Regions from separate parts of the Mus musculus genome. Here regions 1 and 3 are each linked to region 2. A link is a contact called in public promoter capture Hi-C data. All regions are on one chromosome and are shown on one strand. Each heading gives the region's core, a stretch centred on a gene start, on an enhancer-like site or on the middle of the called end of the contact. The rest is flanking DNA. Distances are from core to core; before and after follow the strand shown.

Region 1 (3,773 bases), core at 289-2,788, 1.9 Mb after region 2:
GTTTATTCAGCTCTGGCACCCTTACTATTTATGGACCAAAGACTCCATGTCTGAGGCTGTATGATGTCTATTTAGCACTATCTAATACCACCCCAGTCTATGTCAGCAGAACCATTTCCTCTCAGTTGTGAGAACCAAAATATGTATTCAATGATGGCTCTTTACATGCATAGCTGAAAGCCACTGATGTAGGCACTGGTAAACTTTGGAAAGACAAGGCTGATTTAAGGAAAAATTGCATAGATGACAGACTGTGAGATATAAAAAAAATTGTTTATGATAATATCTAGTGAGCAGCCAAATTGGACCAGCCCCAGAGTGCCTTAGTCCCGCTTTGCAAGCCTCACTACCAAGCTACAACTCTAGAACTGTGGCTCTCAGCCTGTGGGTTGACCCCTCTGGCAACGCACTATCTCCAACAATATTTCCATGACGAGTCAGAACAGAAGCAAACTTACAGTAATGACGTTGAAAGGAAAATAATGTTGTGGTTGAGTCACCACAACGTGCAGAACTGGGTCAAAGGGTCCAGCATTAGGAAGGTTTGAGAACCACCGCTCTAGAATCACTAGCTTTCTTTTAATTTTCGAGACAGGCAAGTTACCTTTCCTTTGCCCTTTATGCATCGGGCATCCTGAAGGTGGTGAAGCTGGCTGACCATCTGAAGCATTCGAGGCGTTTACTGCAGTAGCAGGAGAAGATGCTGAGGCACCCATGGCTGGAATCACAGGGGTCACTCCCAATCTAAAATACCCAGCTGCCAAAGCAAGAAATCAGATTAAAACGTGGAGGCTAAACAGTTGATATCCCCTTGTTATTCTGATCCTGGCTGGCCCTGGCTTTTTTTCACCATCCCTTGGGAGAGTAAGAGGTAGGGCACTGGTTCGGGGGTGGGGGTGGGGGGTGGTGAGGGGACACTTTGAAAACAGTGCCTCCATTGGGAAAATACCTTGAAGCCTATGCCACCATTTGGGGACCCGTGCCAGAGTCTGGAAACTTGTAAGATGCAACCACGTCGTGAAGACGGGTGTAGTCTTGATGGTGGGGTCCAAGGGAAAATACACTGAACTAGCCTCGAACCCGTGTTCCCAGTAGGGCAGGCGCCTCAGGGAAAATAGGAAGGTTAAAAAAAAAAAAGTCACCAAAACGGGAGGCAAGGAGCGGCGAAGGGCAGGAAGCCACCAGTGTTGCCTTCCCGTCTATGCGCGTCCCACCGGCACCGCGGTCTGCACAGTGCACCGGCTCCAGCCGGACCCGGACGCCGTCCTGTCCCCAAGTCACCTCGCCGACTGTCCCGCGCCGCGCGGCCCCGAGCGCGTCAACCTGCCCAGCCGAACTCACTCGGCAGCCGCCGGCTCCAGCCGAACCCGGGCGCCGCCCTGCCCCCAAGTCTCCGCTCCGACTTGTCCCGCGCGGCGCGGCCGCGAGCGCGTCGAACCGCCCAGCCGAAGTCGCTCGGCTGCACCCGCGGTTTTTCCTCACGCGGGGTCACCGCTAACGTCCGGTCACAGCCGGCGTTCTCGGGCGCCGTTACTTCCTGTTCCGAAGGCGGGACTTCCGGGAGCACGAGGCAAGCTCGCGCTGAGGAGAGGAACGGTCGTCAGGTCGGGCGGATCGCTCCCACCCCCTTCCGCTCCGAGGCCTCGAGCCGCCCGAGCCTTCTCTCCGTCTCCGCCCCTACGTGCGGGGCGGTGTGTTTAAGGGCGGGTCGGTCCACCCCTTCTCGCTCCGCGGCCTATAGGCGCCCGAGCCTTCTCTCCGTCTCCGCCCCTACGGGCCAGGCGGTGTTTTTTAACTCCGCCGGCCGGCCGGTAAGCCGCTCAGGGTGAGAAGTTAGGGAACCGCGGGGTGTCGCTTCCGAGGGGTAAGGCACGTCGCTGTGTTTTTCTAAGTCATCTCCTTAGGTTCTTGAAAGGTCAACTTGTATTTTTTCTTTTTTGGTTTTTCGAGACAGGGTTTCTCTGTGTAGCCCTGGCTGTCCTGGAACTCACTGTGTAGACCAGGCTGGCCTCGAACTCAGAAATCCGCCTGCCTCTGCCTCTGCCTCCTGAAGGCTGGGATTAAAGGCGTGCGCCACCACCGCCCGCTCAACTTGTATTTTTTAATGAACAAGCGATATTTGTGCTTATTTGTGGAATAAAGTGCTATAATTAAGTAGACGCACTTAAACTTCCACCGCCTAGTCCTTTCAAGGACTCTGGCAACCGTTGTGAGTGTACTCCATGGAATTCACAGCCTTCATCTAAGTAGTATATTTCATATTACACAAAGTACGTTTTTATATTACTTGTGTAGGGTAAACCAGCAGATAGGAGATGGTTATTGTATTGGTTAGGTTTTTGTTAACTTGAATGGAGTCACTGTCTTCATCAGACGGCCCAGTGGGCAAGCCTATGGGGACATTTTCTCCATATCTGTATCCGGTACCACCGATGGGCTAGCTTATATTAAGAAAGCAAAGTGAGCCATGGGACCAAGCAAGCCAGTATGTGGTGTACCTCCATGGCCTCCATGGCTTTTGATTCCTTGGTGGCTTCAGGTTCCTGCTTTGAGTTCTGTGGGACCCCATGAAAATGGCCCCCTTTCATATTAATGTGACCATTGTTTAGGTCTTCTTTATGAAGACATTTCTAGGAGCGTTGGTCCACAGCAGACTTCCTGGTACTCTGGATCTTAAAGTGTTATGCCCCCTCTTCAGTGATAGTCTGGTTTTTTGCTAGTCTTTGGTTCTTGTGGGGAGCATTGTCGGTCCAAGTGGTACAACTTCTTCTAAGGCAGTGGTTCTAACCTCTCAAAGCTCCAACCCTTTAATACAGATCTTCATGTTCTGATGATCCTCGCAAGTATAAAATTATTGTTACCACTACATAACTATAATTTTGTTACTGTTATGAATAATAATGTAAATATCTGATTTACAGATCGTGAGCCATAGGTTGGGAATACATAAATCTAGTCTGTTAATTCTGTTTTGATGTTTCTGCGTCTATGATTTCACAGGTAACAACGTAATTGCATAATATATATTATCTATTTGTGTTAAAACATTTTAAAATTTGTGTTATACATTTTTTTTAAATTTTCCTATGTGTTCTACAATTCTTCTCTCGTTCAACATGTTCATGTTGTCTCCACTTTTAAAATATTTAATTCTTTTCCCCGGCCCTTTGGCCCTTTCTAAATTCTATATCCTTCCTCAAAATTCTTTATTGTGTCACAATTATCCATTCTATCCCACAATTATTGCTTCTCTTACACTCTGCCTTCTCTCATAGAGATCCTCATAACCATTTCCGGTTATCTCCCACAGTTCTCACTTTTTAATATAATTGATTAGAAGAATCATACCTTTCTTGTTCCTGAGATTCTAAGGTTTTCCAAGATCGGAGGCAGTAGGAGGTCTCTCTCTCTCAGGATCACGGCCAGAGAACAGAGAATTGGTATGCCTTGGGTATAAAGACAATATCACTAGTTCCACAGCGGGTCAGAGAACATATAACATACCAGGTATTTTAGATACTGCTGGGAATACAAAAGTGCTGAACGAAGGCTTTGTTCTTTGGGAATCTGTATTCAAATAATTTAAAGATCAACTAACAGTACACTTCATCTAAAGAGATACTCTAAATCATGTTTGATTTTAAACATTATTTGATAGAGATTGATGGGGGGGAGACTGATAGTGAAAACTTGATTGAAGAAGAAATTTCTGTTTGGAGCTATTTCAAATACATTCAGGTTTCACTACAGATTTGTACAGAAAAGGTCTTGTA
Region 2 (3,783 bases), core at 535-3,034:
TGTAATGTCAATAAGTAAACAAAGTGGCAGTTCTTTCACCTGAATTGTCCACAGGTTTCTTCTATTATCACCCAAGCTGTGTAAATGGAGTTTACCACCTAGAAAAGGTCACACGGGATTCACATAACCTCTAGAAAAAAATCATCTTTGTCATCAATATTAATCTAACTGGGTCTGATGACACACACACCCGAAATTCTAATGCTTGGGAGGTAGAAACAAGGGTTCTCCTGTGAGTTCGAAGCCTACCTGGACTACTACCTGGGTGAGTTCAATACCAGCCTAAATACATAGCAAAAGTCTGTCCCAGAAAACGAAAACCAAACCAAAATAAAACAACCAAAAGGAAAAAAAATGCCCTTAATCTCACAACCAAATTCTCGATTCATTCCATCATCAAGATTTTGTGCTTCCTTCTGGAAATTTCAGTTTTAGTTTTGACGTTTGTGTCTACAATCCGTTTCTAAGTTAACTTTTGTAAATACGGAGAATGACTTTTTTTTTTTCTGTAAAACTTGCGGAATGAATTCGTGCGCTACTAAATATAGAACGGTTATCTGTCACTGTGCACTGTATAGTTGGTTAACTGTGCTAAATAGAATTCGGGAAAAGAAATTGGCTTTGGGCAAGTAGGACAAGGAATCCCTAGTCTAAGCTGAGGAGAGCTTCCGCCTGCCTGGTGGCACCTTTTGCTAATGTGAGAAACCGGTGGAATTTTGAACAAACTGGGGTCTTGTTGCTGTGCGCAGCTAAGCTCCACAAACACAAAGAAGCTATTCGCAATGATAGATGCAACAAAGTTTAAAGGAAGGGTGCGAGCGCTCAACACGTGCGTCTCGCTTTCCCACGCTCTGCCTAACTCCCGCACAAACCCACCTTTCTGGATAAGGCAGCGCTTGGCCAGCCTGCTGCTCTGGAGAGTCACCTGAGCAGCTGGCAGTACTCTGATCGCCAGCGGCTGGAAGTGGCATTCGAAAGTTTCCCTGGGATAAACCCAGTGCCCAGGACCCGTGCAGAGCCTTTTCAACCATGCAGGATTCTGGGTTTCTGTCTGGCAGAGAGTTGGAAACTGGGGCGGGCGGATCCACCGATGTCTCCCCGCCCCCACCATTCCCGGCACCGAAGTGATGCCCACAGACTGCGCCCACTCTCCCAGACGCTCTGTAACTGCCCCGATTTTGTCCTTCCGGACTGAAGACACCAGGCGAGCCGGTGCAAAAGAGGGGCCTGGGGTGCCCAAGGGTCGACAGGTCGCCGATGTCCGGGTATTGGAGGCCCAGCCACCAGAAGGTTAACAGCCAGAGGATACGCGTAGAGACTCCAGGGTGACCCGGGTTGGGGGTGGGGGTTGGGGGTCCCTTGCTGAACTTCTTTCTCCCCTGGCGCAGCCGCCCTGGCTCTGCAGCCGCGTTGTTGCCGTCCCGCCCCGGAAGGGAGAGCATGACGCCCGCGGAGCTGGCCTGGGCATGCTTTGGCCCCTGCCTCAGCCCCAGCGAGGCTCCCACCTGGTCTCCTGGTTGCTAAACTTCTTGGTGACCACCTTGCCCAGCTCCAGGCCCAGGCGATCGGCCACGCGCTGCGACAGGTCCTGGTGAGAACTGCCGCTGAAGAGCACGATGTTAGGCATGGTGACCGGGGACTGAGGAGCGCGCTGGAGAAGGAGAAAGGGACTGCGATGCAGACTACTGCTACCGTTGCTGCGGCTGTTGCTGCTGCTGCTGCGGTGGCCTGGGCTGCTGGTGAAGCGGGAAAACGCAGCAGCAGGATCTAGGGGAGGGGAGGGCCGGGGGAGGAGCCAGAGGGAGGAGGAGCAGCTGAAGAGTCGCTGGAGGGTGCTGGGAGGCTGCTTCTGCCCACGCAGGCTGGGCATCTGGGTTTGAAGCTCTGGGTGGTCCCGAAGCACCCAAGTACAGTTGCTCCGTAGGGGAGCTCCAGGCTCCACATAGGACTTCCTGACTTGCCTTTAAATGGGGAGGTCAACCAACCAGATAAAGTGGGCACAGTGAGCCATTGCAGGAAAGGGCCATGTGGTGCCTCACAGCCAGGAGCAGCCTTTCAACCCGGAAGCTCAGAACCCAGAGGTGATACCTGGGCTTCAAGTGCACACCGTGTCTACATAGGCCAGACCCACACATCGGTTTGTATTTGCACACGGGAGTGAAGCATGTTTGCACTTGAAGTGGTGATATAGACTACGTTTGAAGATGGACTAAGAAAAGGGTTTCTCACCAACAAGAATTCTCTTTCTCTGTCATTTAATTTAGATGTATATTTTACAAAATTAGCTCAAATATTTTGTTTTCCAGTTTTTTCAACAAAAGCTGAAAATTTTGGTTTTTTTTTTTTTTCTTATTATATAAATGCCCACATTCTTTCTTGTCTTTTGCTTCTTGGTCCACAAAACCTGAACATGTTACCGTCTAGCTCCTAAATGTGTGTTGCTCTGTAAAGGAGTCATTGATGACAGCCACCATTTGACCCCTAAGCTTGGCCACAAGAGGAAAGCGTATTTTCAAGTGGTCAGTTGCCTCTCACCAATTCCTTCTGAGTCCTCGTTTTTATGTAGATAGGCTGGCTCTCAGGCTCTCTTCACAACTTCCTGTCCCTTGGATTCTCTAGAGTCAGACTCCCCCACCCCCCACCCCCACCCCTGCTGCGGCAACCAACCCCCCTCTCCCAGAGTCCTTTGCTTTCCCTGCCCTCAACCCCCACCTCAGCATTTCTGAAGTAGCTAATGCAGTGTCAGAGCCAATCGCCAATCGCTGGGCACAAAGCACACTTAAGGAAAGGAGATTCATCCTGAGCTCCTGGACGAGTGGAGCACTAGTGATCCTGACTTACATTTCTTAAAAGCTTTCAGAGACAGATTAACCTGGCCAGATAGTTGCTTGGGCTCTACCACTGTCTACTGAAATTTGGCTTGCCATATACAACAAAGACTACTTGCCCTTGAATTGTAGCCCACTCTAAAGGCACTTCTTGTGTGATTGGAGTTTGGGAGAGTATTTAGATTGACCGTATCTTTGGGGGATTTGCTTCTGGGCCCTTCCTTGAACTCTGCAAAGGTGTCAGCCTTTAATCTCAGCACTCTGGAGGCAGAGGCAGAGGCAGAGGCAGAGGCAGAGGCAGAGGCAGAGGCAGAGGCAGAGGCAGAGGCAGAGGCAGAGGCAGAGGCAGAGGCAGAGGCAGAGGCAGGCGGGTCTTTCAGTTGAAGGCTAGCTGGCCTGTTGAAACTGTGTCTCTCCAATCCCCTAAGGTTCCTCAAACCCAAGCAAATTGAATTTATGAAAGGGTTTCCTTTGAAACTCCACTGACTGCCCCAGTGGTTCTCCAAAGCGCTACTCCCATTGCATTTCTGTTCCTTTTCATTCTGCTGACAGAGATGTACATATCCTATTGTATTTCTTAAAAGAGCCAAGGTGATGATATAACTAATCTCATCACTTGGGAGGTTGAGGCTTGGGGACCAAGAATCCCAGGCCAGCCTATACTATATAGTGAGACTTTGTCTCAAAAACAACTGCAGCAGCAACAATCTACCTACAGTGGGTTTTAAGCTACACCCAGTATATGCTGCATAAAGATTCAGATGACAGACCACACCATTAATATTATAATGCTTAATGATGTTCCGCTGTCTTGGTTCATTTATGTGCACTCTACATTGCTTACATGATTATGAATTAACCTTATTACGTATTTCTCAAAACATCCCACATGTTCAGTAGCAAATAACTGTATTTTATAATAAAATTTGCATAATAAATTATCATAGAGATGAGA
Region 3 (3,746 bases), core at 965-3,464, 1.3 Mb after region 2:
TGTTGTTCCACCTATAGGGTTGCAGACCCCTTTAGCTCCTTGGATACTTTCTCTAGCTTCTCCATTGGGGGCCCTGTGTTCCATCCAATAGATGACTGTGAGCATCCACTTCAGTATTTGCCAGGCACTGGCATAGCCTCACAAGAGACAGATATACCAGGGTCACTTCATCAAAAACTTGCTGGCATATGTAATAGTGTCTGGGTTTGGTGGCTGATTATGGGATGGATCTCCCGGTGGGGTAGTCTCTGGATAGTGCATCCTTTCCTCTTAGCTCCAAACTTTATCTCTGAACTCCTTTCATCGGTATTTTGTTCCTTTTAAGAGAGGAAGAAATTCCAACACATGCTACAGCATAAATACTCTTAAATACATTATGCTAAGAGAAATAATTGAGACACAGAAAGACAAATGCTGCAGAGTTCCACTTATTGGAGGTCCACAGTATAGCCACATTGATAGAGATAAAGTACACTAGTGTTTGACAAATGCTGGGAAGTGTAGAAAATTAAAAGGTTTTGTTTCTATGAAAAAACTTTGAGATGTTCTAGAGGGAAAAGTTCTAATGATTTGCTCCATATATTTAACTATACACTTAAAATGCTAATTGGGGAGGCCAGTTAGATGGCTCACTGGGTAAAGACACTTGCAGAGATGCGAGCCTGATAACTTCCATTTGTTTCTTAGAAGTCACACTCAGTGGAAGGAGAGACCCAGCACCATTGCCAAGTTGTCCTCTGATCAACACACAGGCCTTATGGTTTGTACCCCTTCCTGCCCCCACATACACACAGTAATAATTAAAAAAAAACAAAAAAGAAAAAACAAATGATAATGGGAAGCCAGGCATGATGAGGCAGACCTTTAATTCACCTTCAAGGGAGAATCAAGAAAATCAGAAGTTCAAAGTCATTTTCCAATATGTAATAAGTTCAAGGTCAGCATAGGGTTCTTGAGACTCTATCTTATACAAAACAAATAAACATGCAGAGGACCTGGGATTCTCCTCACCTGCATGAGGTTCACAATCATGTCTAATTCCAGGGAATCAAGCTAGCATGCAGGCAAAACATTCATACATAGAAAGTAAAGTATTTAGATCTAAAAATTAAAAAAGGAAAAAGTTAATCTGGTAAATTTTATGTAATAAATTTTTACAGCTGAGAACTTAATTTTAATTTGCTTTCGAAATTGGACACTATAAGGAAATGTGCCAGATTCCAGTGGCCAGCTATAGCAATTGGATAATGGATGGCTTTGACTCTCTTTTTATTTGTGCTTTGATATGTCTGCCTTTTAGTTTGCCTTTGTATTTTTGAATCGCAACACTGGATGCCTGTTATTTTAAGAGAAAGAGAGAATGGTTACCTAAAAGGATATTAATTATCTTTGCATCTTTAGAAAAATGTGTCTCAGTAGGATGAAGGGAATAATTAAAGCATAAAAATAAATGTTAGAAAACAGAAAAGTGTAGTATTATTTGTAAACCCAAGAGCTAATTTCTTGAGGGAAAGAAAAGACATAACAAAAGGCTGGGGATGACCGCCCAACCTGTACTCCCAGCAGTGAGAAGTAAAGGATTTTCGAAATCCCATAATCTTCCAGGGAACTGAAAAAAAAAATCATAAAACTTCAAAAAGGACCAAGGGTCTGGATTTCAAAGTCGATCTGCTTCAAACTTTTAGCTTCTGAATGATCCCAAGCCAACTCTCTCGGAAGTAGGGAAATAAAAACATTAAAAGTTTTGCAGTTCGTTTTAGAAAGCTTAAACAGAAACAGAATTTCTAGAGGTCGTGTCCGCAGAATGATTCTGGCACAACCTGTGTGGACCTAGTATTTAAAGAGGAGGCATTCCTGAGTCAGCGTCAAAATCAGTAAAGACTACGGGTAGTTAATACAGGAGTTTTTGAAAGAAGGCTGAATGAAAATGTGTGCAGAAAGCAATCTGGCTTGCAAACCAGTTCTTCCTGTTAAGCCTATGGAGAGGGCGTGCGGGCCAGCTGCTAGACCAGGAGTTGAGGAGAGAGACTCAAGCCCCAGACTCATATTAGAGGAGGAGGAGTTATTGCTGCTTTTTCGTGCCTACTAAGGAGATAGTCCAGGAAGTGTTAAAAATTGGCGACTGTAATCGCCAGAGACAGCACAAGCAAGCAAGCAGATCATGATGAGCCCCCGCCTCCTGTCCCGCCTTCCTTCCCTACTGCCCCCTACTGGCAAATCAAAACCGAAAGTGGAGGCAGACGCCTGCAAAGAGAAAATGGGCTTTGAAGAGTTCTGTTCTGGGCTAGAGAGGTAGCTCAGCCATTAAATGCTAGGCTAACAACCAAAAAAGACAAGAGTGCTATTCTCAGAAAAGCCAGAGTGCTGCAGAAAAAAAGTGGATTGTTAGCCCTTTGATCATCACTGAAAGAAGAGCAACATCTGAAATCTCTTTATAAAATTCCCCTCCAGAGGGCCAGCGACATGGCTCTGCAGGAAATAAGGAACCAAGCCCTGAAAGAAGAGAACAGATGTCAGAAAGTTGTCCTTTGACCTCACATCTGCAGTGGTGTGTGTTTGTGTGTACATGTGCATACATACAATAAATAAATGTAGACTTTAAATAAAAATAAATACTCCCTCAAGTGCACAAAATATATCTGATGTTTAAAAATCTAGAGCCTCACTCCCCAAAACTCAAGAGCAAAGAAACTACCATCAGATATTCCTTTAAGAGTGACTTCTGGAAGCAAAAAAGAATTTACTTCAGTAATACAAACTTTATTTATTTATTATTGGTTATCATTGTTATTAGGGATGATTTGAGCTAAGGTATTACCATGTAGTACTGTCTGACCCAGAATTACTTATGTAGGCCAGGATAGCCTTGAACTAATAGAGGTGTTTACATCCTGGCCACCCTAGTACCGGGATTAAAGGCATGCACCATCAAGCCCAACCTTGATGTATGTTTGTTTGTTTGCTTTCATTTTATTTCTTTTTCAAATCTGTGAACATATACACTACCCCTCCCCACTTCTATCCCTTACTACCCTGTCTACCTTCTCATTCCTTTCTATCCTAGGGAGTTATAAGGACAATGTGTAGTTTTTTAATAGCTTAATTTCTCTGCCTTTTTCTTTACAAAATATGTGCTGTATTATTCTGCAAACCAGCAGAGATAGTTATAAGTGTTGAAAACTAAGAGGATCTGTAATGTAACCTGGCATAATGCAAAAGTAGAGGGCGGCTCTCAGATGTGTTTACAAATTGAAAGCAAGGGGGGGGGTGTTGCCATCATCCTGCTATGGTTGGCCCTTCTGGGCTCGGCCTCGGGAGCAGAGGGTACATACAATTTGTTGAAAGGAACATTTATGAGGATAGGATTCTTATATGCTAGTTCACTTTTGAGAAGGGGCATATATAATGTAAGGTCATTTAGCTACTTGTTGCTCAGTCTGCCAGAATAATTTGCTCATTCCTAAGAGGGAAATTTGGTTTTGCTTTTTTTTTTTTTTTTTTTTTTTTTTTTTTTTTTTTTGCCAAAGTACACCATGGTATGTTTCTATATGATATCTCAGCACAGTAAAAGTCAGGTTTCTTGCTGTTTGTGGGTCTTTCTAAGATTACTATTTTATGCGTATGAATGCTGTCCTTGCATGTATCTGGTGTCTGCAGAGGACAGACGAAGGCTTTAAGACTACTAGAACAGGAGTTATAGATGCTTATTAGTCACCGTGTAGGTGCCAGGAACTAAAGCTGGGTTT

Evidence for each region. Promoter capture Hi-C pulls out the DNA fragments that hold promoters and counts their contacts.
Region 1: a contact with region 2 is called in a promoter capture Hi-C map of pre-B cells, with 6 times the contacts expected there. The contact joins the promoter of Hccs here to the promoter of Prps2 in region 2. A contact is called at or near these places in 8 of 39 promoter capture datasets (the C10 cell line, cranial neural crest, frontonasal cranial neural crest and 4 more).
Region 3: a promoter capture Hi-C map of hippocampal neurons shows a contact between it and region 2, with 9 times the contacts expected there. The contact joins the enhancer-like site here to the promoter of Prps2 in region 2. A contact is called at or near these places in 13 of 39 promoter capture datasets (the 3T3-L1 cell line, 3T3-L1-derived adipocytes, the C10 cell line and 8 more) and 2 of 115 datasets of contacts at active chromatin or transcription factors (large pre-B cells and pro-B cells).

Annotation. Positions count from the first base shown.
Region 1 is chrX:169,318,834-169,322,606 of GRCm38.p6, forward strand. It overlaps Hccs (holocytochrome c synthetase), which reads right to left and starts at 1,539. Exons shown (of 7, transcript NM_001331049.1): 1 at 1,143-1,539; 2 at 605-757. The coding sequence starts at 716. Gm15246 (predicted gene 15246) reads left to right here and starts at 1,562. Exons shown (of 6, transcript NM_001361166.1): 1 at 1,562-1,864.
Region 2 is chrX:167,380,965-167,384,747 of GRCm38.p6, forward strand. Prps2 (phosphoribosyl pyrophosphate synthetase 2) reads right to left here and starts at 1,785. Exons shown (of 7, transcript NM_026662.5): 1 at 1,506-1,785. The coding sequence starts at 1,627.
Region 3 is chrX:168,637,682-168,641,427 of GRCm38.p6, forward strand. No RefSeq gene overlaps it. Among named protein-coding and RNA genes, the nearest start is that of Gm39550, 15 kb to the left of the region's middle. Within about 2 kb of position 2,215, at least 82 of the 459 cell types and tissues checked have an H3K27ac peak or open chromatin away from gene starts, as enhancers often do. A contact at or near this core is called in pre-B cells and pro-B cells, where this site is marked.